Linked DNA regions of Canis lupus: region 2 is linked to region 1. A link is a contact called in public Hi-C data. All regions are on one chromosome and are shown on one strand. The core of a region is the stretch at or near the end of the contact, and the rest is flanking DNA. Distances in the headings are between cores, read along the strand shown.

Evidence for each region. A called contact is a pair of places that touch in the nucleus more often than the background predicts.
Region 2: a Hi-C map of blood shows a contact between it and region 1, with 4 times the contacts expected there. The contact joins the enhancer-like site here to the promoter of BACH2 in region 1. A contact is called at or near these places in 4 of 9 Hi-C or Micro-C datasets (amygdala, blood and skin fibroblasts).

Annotation. Positions count from the first base shown.
Region 1 is chr12:49,675,565-49,680,018 of UU_Cfam_GSD_1.0, forward strand. It overlaps BACH2 (transcription regulator protein BACH2), which reads right to left and starts at 2,047. Exons shown (of 7, transcript XM_038554737.1): 1 at 1,842-2,047.
Region 2 is chr12:49,834,606-49,839,059 of UU_Cfam_GSD_1.0, forward strand. No RefSeq gene overlaps it. Among named protein-coding and RNA genes, the nearest start is that of MAP3K7, 120 kb to the right of the region's middle. Within about 2 kb of position 1,981, at least 2 of the 20 cell types and tissues checked have an H3K27ac peak or open chromatin away from gene starts, as enhancers often do. A contact at or near this core is called in blood, where this site is marked.

The sequences.
Region 1 (4,454 bases), core at 797-3,296:
GACTCACGTTTATTACTACCTGCAAGAATGAAAAATGCCATTTACTCGGGAGCTGCCAGGGAACCAGGGTGGGGCAAATCTCACATCTGAAGCAAGACGCCCGCTGCCTCACCAAAATAGCCCTCTCCCCCACCATCCCCCCCAAAAGAGTGGCAGCCTTTCACGCTCAGCTCCCTTCATGTCAGCCAGGGCTTCGCAGCCCGACATGCCTTTCCTACATGCTACATTTTAATGATCTGAGCAAACCGTTATCAGAGTTAACATCTCTGATTTTACTCTTAAACAGACAAAAGCAAAAATATCTCATTAGGCATCATCTCCGCCAAGGTTCCCACTAGGCAGAAAAGGATCTTTATTCTAAAGTAATTGCCCTTTTGGAGTGAAAGCGGCTCAACAGATGCAATGTGCACACCGAGCGCCTCTGCAGCACCAGACGGTGAAGGTGCAACGCCAGGACCGCCGCGTCTCGCCACCCGCGGGCCCGCGGGGCGTCTGCGGCTCAGCACGGGGTGCGGGGGGGGGGTGCGGGGGGGGTGCGGGGGGGCGCCCTCGTCCCTCCCCTTTCTCGGGGCCACGGCTCGCAGCGACCGCGGGGACCCGGCGCAAGAGCTTGCGAGGCGCGCCTTCTCCGGCCACAGACAAAACCATCCGGGCAGCGTCTACACCGGAACTTCCCCCCAAGTTGTCAAACTCGCCTACACGCCAGAGGGTGCTGGGGATACCCCGCGCGTCCCCAAGCCCCGAAGCCCAGGGGGCGCGGCCCCTTCGCAGGCAGCCGCTCGGCGCGCCTCCTCCCACGGCTCGAGGGCCCGCAAGCCGTCCGCCAGCCCGCGGTGGCCCAGATGCTCACTCGAGGCCCCTCCGCGGGCGGCCGGGGTAGCCGTGAGCGCCGCCCGCCGCCCTCTCCGGCCGAGCCCCCGCCCGAGGGCCGAGGGCCACGGGGCCACCACGGGGCGCCCCGGCGTGGGGGGCGGGGGGGCGTCTCCGGGCAAACTCCTGCTCTAGGTGGAGCTTGCAGACCCAGGTGTGGGGACGAAGAAGAGGGCGTGTGCGCGTTGCACTCCGATTTCATGCACGCTCTCGGGGGGAGGAAGGTGCGGGGCTTCCCGGCCTGACGGGCGAGCCCCGGGCTGGAGCCGCCGGGGCGCAGTCGGACAGCGCGGCCGCCGGCCGGCGGGGAGTCCCACCCATTGCTCCGCGCGGTCCGCGCTGCGCCCCCCCCCCCGGCTTGCCTCTCCCCGGGACCCTAAACTTGGGCTTGGGGGCCGCGCCGGTCGCGGAGGTCCCGGTGCCCAACGGCGGCGCCTGACAGCTGAGCGCGAAGGCGCGGCGGCCGCAGTCCCTGCAGAGCAGCCCCGGGCGCGGACGCCGCGGGCAGGGAGAGGCCGCCGGGCCGGGCCGGGCTCCGGGGCCGGGGGCCGGGGGCCGGGCCGAGGGTCTGACAGCGGCTCCGGCTCGCGCGCCTCCCCCAGCCCGCCCTCCCCAGGCCTGACTTCTTACCCTCTGCTCCTCCTCCCCCTGCTGTTCCAAAACACCCGTCGACGCGAGCAAAATACAATGCCGCGTCGCCCGCCGTAAACAGCCCGGCGAGAGCGCACAGGCGGCGCGGCGCGGCGCGGCTCCCACCCCCTTCCCGTTCCTAGAAAATGCCATAAAAACGGGCAGGGCGCGCTCGGCGGGCGGCTGCGCGCCGGCGGCCGCGACTCCCCTCCGCGCGCGCTTTCCCCGCCGGCCCCGCGCCCCGCGCCCCCGCGCCCCCCGCACACTTGCCCCCGCCGCGCCGCCCCGCCCCGCCCCGCGCCGCGCCCGCCGGGGCCCGGGACCCGGCGCCGGGGACTCACCTCGCCCGAGAACTTTGCGTCCTTTTCCGCCTCCTCTTCCCAGCGTCTTCCCAGCCTGCGGCCGCCCCCCCGCCCCGAGGGAGCCGGCGCGGTGGGCGGTTCGGGGGTCACCGAAAGCTCACCGAGAGGACGCGCATCACATGGCAGCTGGTTCCCAGCCCCCGAGTGTGCCGGGGAGGGGGAGGGGAGGGGAAGGGTCGAGGGAGGCCGGGCGGCCGCGGAGTGGGCAGGCGGGGTGGCGAGGCGGCGGCGGGCGCTCACGTTCGCGCTGCTGCGGCCGCAGCCCGGGCGTGCACGGTCGCTGCTGCTGCTGCTGCTGCTGCTGCTCCGGCGGCGGCGGCGGCGGCGGCGGCTCGGCGCTGTTTGCTCCGCGCCGCGCGGCTCGCGCTCTCCCCGGAACGCCCACACTCTCAATCGCTACATTGTTGACATTCGGCGCTGACGTCACCCGCTCCCCATTCACAATAACTTTACGGGAGCCGGGCAGCGCACCTCCCCGGCCGCTGGGGCGCCGTACGCCCGGCGACTAGCGTAAGCCGCTCCGCGAATGGCGCTCCGGGGGCTGGGGCGGGGGCGGGGGCGCGCGCTCGGCCGGCTCGCGGGAGGGGGCGCGCCTCGGCCGCCGCTGCGCTCCCCGCTTTGTGCAGCCGCGCGCCGAGGACGACCCCCGGCTCCCGGCCGGCCTGAGCGCCTGGCTGGGGCCGGCCTTGTTCGGGACTCGCCAGGGCCCCCCGAAAGGCGACGGTGCGGGGGCGCTGCCGGCGGTAGGGGTGGCAGTGGCACGTGGGGAGGGCTGCAGAGCCCAGGGCCCCAGCGCGGGCAGAGGAACCGAGACCTGGGGCTCCTGGGTCGTCCGGCGTTTCCCAGGAGGGGCGGGAAAAGATGCTCCGCGGGCCCCCACCGAGCCGACCGGGCCCCCTCGTGAGTGGGGGCGGGGCAAGGAAGAGCAGCTTCCGACCCACCCGCTGCGCTGACGTTTGAAGGCTTCACCCCCGGGGCCTCCTGAGCGAGCCTGTAGGCCCCCACGACTTGTTCGAGAAGGGGCGAGAGCAATTGCGAAGTGTAAAGGAAGAGCCTGGCTCTGGGCCCCAGCCCCAACCCCTACTGTGTTCCAGCCTCTCCCCTGCCTCTGAGTCTGGAGGCTGCCTGGGTGTTGCTGCTTCAGGCCGTCGGTGGTGTGGCTGCCCCGTCAGAAGGAAGCTTGGTGGTGGCGAGGATTTTACAGAAAGTAATTAGGACTTAGACTGAACGAACATTTGCAATAAAAGAAGGTTGTGTTAGTGCAGTGCTGGTGCCTGCAACTTTACCCCTGCCAAGGCCGAGAAATTCTGCTGCGTTTCCCTGAACACCTATAACTTGGCCCCCTTGTGTACCGCCAGGATTCCATATTATTACATGTGGTGCTGATTTTTAATGAATATTATAAAACTTTGGCTCGCTCTACTGAGAGGAGGATCATAAATCCCCCCTGTAAAATGGGCACTGGCATATGCTGAGGAAGCAGTGAAGCATTGCCCTGGGAGTCTTGTGATACCAGCCAAAGTGGTATGCCCTGAGCCACCTTCTTTGGAGGGCAGAGTTTTAAAAGGCCCCATTTTGACCGTCTTGGTGGAAAGCTAAGAGATGGACCAAAGGAAGCTGAAAGGGGCCAAGCTAATTTTTCTGACCCCATTGTAGGGCCTGTCCGTGTGGTCTAGAACCACACGGAGAGTTTTTCTCTGCTAGCTTCTAAGGGTTTTCAGATGAAGAGAAGCCCCAGAGCTAGGAGGAAATCTCAGTCTCCTGACTTTGGGCTCTGGTGCCCCTTTGGACAAAACACCCTGCTTCTGAGGTCCCTGCGTGGCCCCCTGGCCGGGACTGAGAATACTGGTCTCTGGTCGGTTCTGGCGGGGCCAGTTCTTAGTCTTGTGGATGGTGATGTGTCTGCATTTTTCATCCCTGTAAGTAATCTGAGTGTCAGTGCGGTAACTTTGTGCATTTTCATAGCACCAGTCAGTGTTTTTCTAGAGCCAGGCTTGAGAAGAACCCTGTGAGGGTCATGCCAGTTCATTTCTTTTCAAGCAAGCCAGCTGTGAGGAATTGGGCACATTGGTGTGGGAGGTGGCAGTGGGGAGGGGAGGGCGCGGGAAGAGAGGGACACTACTGCGAGCTGATCTTGCCACCTTGCTTCTGATCCCAGATGGATACAACAAAGGCTATTAGGTCAGTTCAATTAGTCTACTTTGCCAAAGACTCAGACTGGAGTTTGCTTCATTTGAAATTATCATGTGTGAGATGGGACAGCAGTTAGAGATGAAAAAAACAAATGCAACTGTGATAGGTTGTATTACCTAGTCATTCAAGGTGGTTGGATTAGAACTAGTTGACCTCTAAAATCACATCCAGTACTGCAATCATGAGGCTCTGGGGCTATGAATAACACAAAACCATTGCCTTTGAGGAGCTTGAAGCCTAGTAAGGAGTTTGTTATTTCCTCTTCAATAGTTAGAAGTAGGTTACTTGAATTAAAGCCTATAAGATGTATTCAGCCTGGTGGCTCAGCGATTTAGTGCTGCCTTCAGCCCAGGGCATGATCCTGGAGACCCGGGATCCAGTCCCACATGGGACTCCCTG
Region 2 (4,454 bases), core at 731-3,230, 160 kb after region 1:
CTTAGGACTCCTCTTTGTGGGGGGAGGGGTAAGTTTTAAATTTTGAAATAATTTCAGAATTTCTGAAAAGTTGCAAGAATAGTGCAAAGAATTCCTATATACCCTTTACCCAGATTCTCCAATGGTTACCAAGTTCCCACATTTGCTCTATCATTTTCTCTCTGCACTATACATATTTATTAGTTTTCGTCTGCACCATTTGAGAGTAAGTTGCAACATGAAGCCCCTTTACTCCTACATACTTCAGTGTGTATCTTACTCTGAAAAGTATTGCACTTCAATGCTGAAAAAAGAAAAAGCAGATAAGCAAAAAGAAGGAAATTAAAATCCATCTGGATTCTTTCTACCCAGAAATAAGCATTTTGCTGTATATGCTTCCAGTTCTTTTCTATGCATATATTCAAATTTCTTACACAAATGTGACATTATGTATACAGTTCTAAGCCCTGCTTTTAGAGGAGGCTCTGTAGCACAGCGGGAGAGCTCTGGTCCTGGAGTCAGTCTGGGTCCCAACCCCTTGTGTACTACTCACTATCTGTATTCACTTCCTGTGGCTGCCGTAACAAATGACCACAAACCGGGTGGCTTAAAACAACAGAAATGTATTGTCTCATTGTTCAGGAGTCCAGAAGCCTAAAACCAAAGTGTCTGCAGGGCTGGTTCCTTCGGGAGCTCCGAGTGAGAATCTACCTGTTGCATATACCTCTCTCCTCTACCTTCTGGCAGCTGCCAAGTAACCCCTGGGATTCCCTGGCTCCAAGTAACTCCAATCTCTGCCTCCATCCTCACGTAGACTTCTACCCTCTGGTGTCCCTAGGTGTCTCAGACTGCTCTCTCCCTTCTCATATAAGGATACCAGTCATTGAACCCAGAATGACTTCATCTTGAGATCCCTAATTAATCACCTCTTCAAAAACCCTGTTTCTAAATAAATAAATAAATAAATAAATAAATAAATAAATAAATAAAAAAAACAAAACTCTGTTTCTAAATAAGGTCACATTCTGAGGTTCAGAGTGGACATGAATTACAGGGGGGCGCTATTTATTTCATGATACCATGGGCGCTATGTTCATGGATAAGGGCTTTTACCTTCCTTCGCGTAAGTTCCTGGGTGTTTTAAATGTAACAATACACGTGAACCAATTAGCAGTATTATCTAGCACATAGTAAGCATTGAATGAATTCTAACTATTGGTTATGGCAATAATGTGATTATAACATTATTTATTCAATCAATAGCCTATTTGCTATTTAGATCTTTTCCAGTTTTTTGTTATGATCAGCTCCTAATAAATATCCTTGTGACTTTATTTTTGTAAAATTTTCACATGTTTATGATGATTTCCTTAGCATAACTTCATAGGCAGAGGTCACAAAATTCTAAGGCTTTTGATTTAATAATTCCTTTCTTGGACCACATGGTCTTATGATTGACTTCCCTTGTCCATTTTAGGAAATCATCTTTGGCACAGCAGTCTGGAAACCTTAGTTTTCCCTAAATTATCATTCCTGGAAATACACACCACGCTGAAGGTCTGAGAATGTCAGTGCCTGTTCCCTAGGTGATTCTTCTCCCCTGGGAGCACAGCCTGGCCTAGGAAGGAGGAGCGCGGCAGGCCGTGTCACTGGGGCCAAGGCTGGGTGAGGCACGAGAGGTACCAAATCTGAAGCAAAGCCACTGGATTCTGCAAAGCAGTTTTGAACACTCAGGTAGACGGTAAACCACAACAACCGTGGCAGGAAAACAGCCCACCACAAATAAAAGCCTAAAGCTCCAGCTGACACTCCGGTGTTCACGTCTTAATTAGAAATTGCTCAGCAGTTCAAACCTCCTGGTTCAAAGCCCTCACCACACGTGGAGGAGCCTGAGAGGCTATCTTTCCGGGGGTAACCCTTAGGCCACAGGTGACTCCGGGCCAACCTGCAAGTCCCCTCCCTCTTCCTCCTAGGCACAGAGGTAGAGTAAGCAGAAATGTACGCTGCAGCTGGAGGCCTTTGGTTCCCCATTTTAACTGTGCTCTTCCTTAGGTCAGAAGGCAGAGAGGCTCCTACAAGTGCACCTGCAAACCGGGTCAGAAATAAATCGACTGCAGGCACATCAAGGCACCGGCACCTGACAGTTTCCTCTTGGAGCAAACGCACAAACCTTTAGTCAGCTTCTTTTGACCACAATTAGAAAATATTACCAGTGTAGGTGACCACAAATGGTATTTAAAAACATCTTGACAGTTTGGTGAGGGAGGACAAAATAGAGAAATACTCTCCTCACCCATACACGCCCGGCTTTACTCCACCTCCCACACAAACCTACTTTTCTTTTGATTGACACTTTTGCAAAATAATGTTTGAAATAGTTCTAAAGTCATGAGTTTGGAGGTGAGTGGGTCTATCTGAAAAATCTATATTTAGCTTTGCAACGGGTTTGTGAAAACTTGTTTTTATTTTGATTGTTGTGGGTTCACACCCCTCGAGTTTCGTTTTGACTTTTCGGGTTAAATGAGTTTCAAAACGAAACTCCTCCGATTGTCAAATTTTCCCCCAAGTTTTAATTTAAAAAGCTGGAGGCTTTCTTATTCCATAGATTCTGATTGCTAGCCTTTCTCCAGGATTCCTTTCCTCTCCTGGTTGCAAGCTGAGTATATCCTTCCTGCTGTGTGTTTAATGCCTTTCTTTTCCTTAATGCCTCGGGAAACAATGAGTGAGGCCAAGGGAAAGCCCTTGGTTGGAGTGTCAAAAGAGCTGAGCTCATATTCTTCTTCTTCTCTTTTTTTTTTTTTGAAGATTTTATTTTTAAGTAACATCTACACCCAATGTGGGGCTTAAACTTGCAACCAAGAGATCAAGAGTTCTCTGACTGAGAACTACTGACTGAGCTAACTGGGCGCCCCTTGAGCTCATATTCTTGAACCTGGGAGGCAAAGCAAACTTGGTCAGACACATGCCTCAGTTTCCCCCCTGGAGAAATGGGGTGCAAATAAGATCTCCTCTCTATTTTTCAAGGGTGCCATGACCAGAAAACCAAGTTGAACTTGACTGTCAATTAAGGAATAATATTCCTTCTATGTGAAAGTTGTTGTCATTATAGGGAGAGATTCATCCATCAAATGTTTTTATAACATTCTTGAAGCTTCAAGACTTGATATCAGAAGCTACAAAGTGAATTCTGCTACCTGAGAAAGGGACAGCCTCAGACAGATCCTCTAATTGGCAAAAAGAAGGATAAATTATGAAGCCAATCAAAAGAGAGAAGGTGAATGAGCTAATCAACACTCGATACTTCCCTCTATTGTCATAATTTATTAGGATTATCTTTTTAGGGACACTTGGGTGGCTCAGTGGTTGAGCGTCTTCCTTTGACTCTGGTCGTGATCCCGGGGTCCTGGGATCCAGTCTCGTGTCAAGCACCTGCTTCTCCCTCTGCCTATGTCTCAGACTCACTCTGAGTCTCTCTCAGGAATAAATAAATAAAATCTTTAAATAAAGGATCACTTTTTTAATGTCTGTTAAACATTATACAAAATGTTTAATAAGCTATAGCTATATTCAGCTTACATTAATTTCCTATTGCTGCTGTAACAAGTTACCATAAACTGAGTGACTTTAAGCACAATGCAAATTTATTACTTTACAGTTTAGGTTAGAAGTCTGAAACCAGTTTCAGTGGGGTCAACTCAAGGTGTCTGCACAGCTGTGTCCCTCCCAGAGGCTCCAGGGGAGAATCTGTTTCTTGCCTTTCTCAGCTTCTAAAGGCTGCCTACACTCCTTGGCTTGTGGTCCTGCCTTATTGGGACCTCTCATAAGATTTTGATTTTATGATTACATTGGACCCACCTAGATAATTCAGAATAATCTCCCTATCTTAAGGTCCTTAACTTCATCACTTCTGCAAAGTCCCTCCTGCCATCTCAGGATGACATACTCACAGGTTCCAGAGGTCAGGATGAAGACATCTTTGGCGGGCCCATTGTTCAGCCTGCCACAGGCTATAAAAGCAGGAACCCAATCTCCCCATGCTCAGTATTGATTCGAGGACCTAGCACACACCTGCATCACAGTGGGCACTTAATATACACATAGAATGAATGAAAAAAATAGATTATACCTGCTGTTGGCAGTTCAGTTTATCAGAGGCTTATTGAACACCTACTGTGAGCCAGGCCTGAGGGGTGCAGATAACAAGGAAACTGAAAGGCACAAAAATCAGCCCTGGGTGTCCAGAACCCAGAAGAGCAAGGGCACCGTAACAATTGTTTGTATCCTTGCAGTTTCCCCCCTTTTGCTATTGCTGCTTTCTTCTCTAAGAATTCTTTGAACACATTCCCCTTGGCAAATGTGATTAATTATATTCAGATTTATTTCTTTATTTCTAGTCCCCCCACCCTCTGGGTACTCTTCTGATGTGCTAAGAATTTCCACTGAGAATTATTAAAAGAATCAATGTCGAGTCTCTG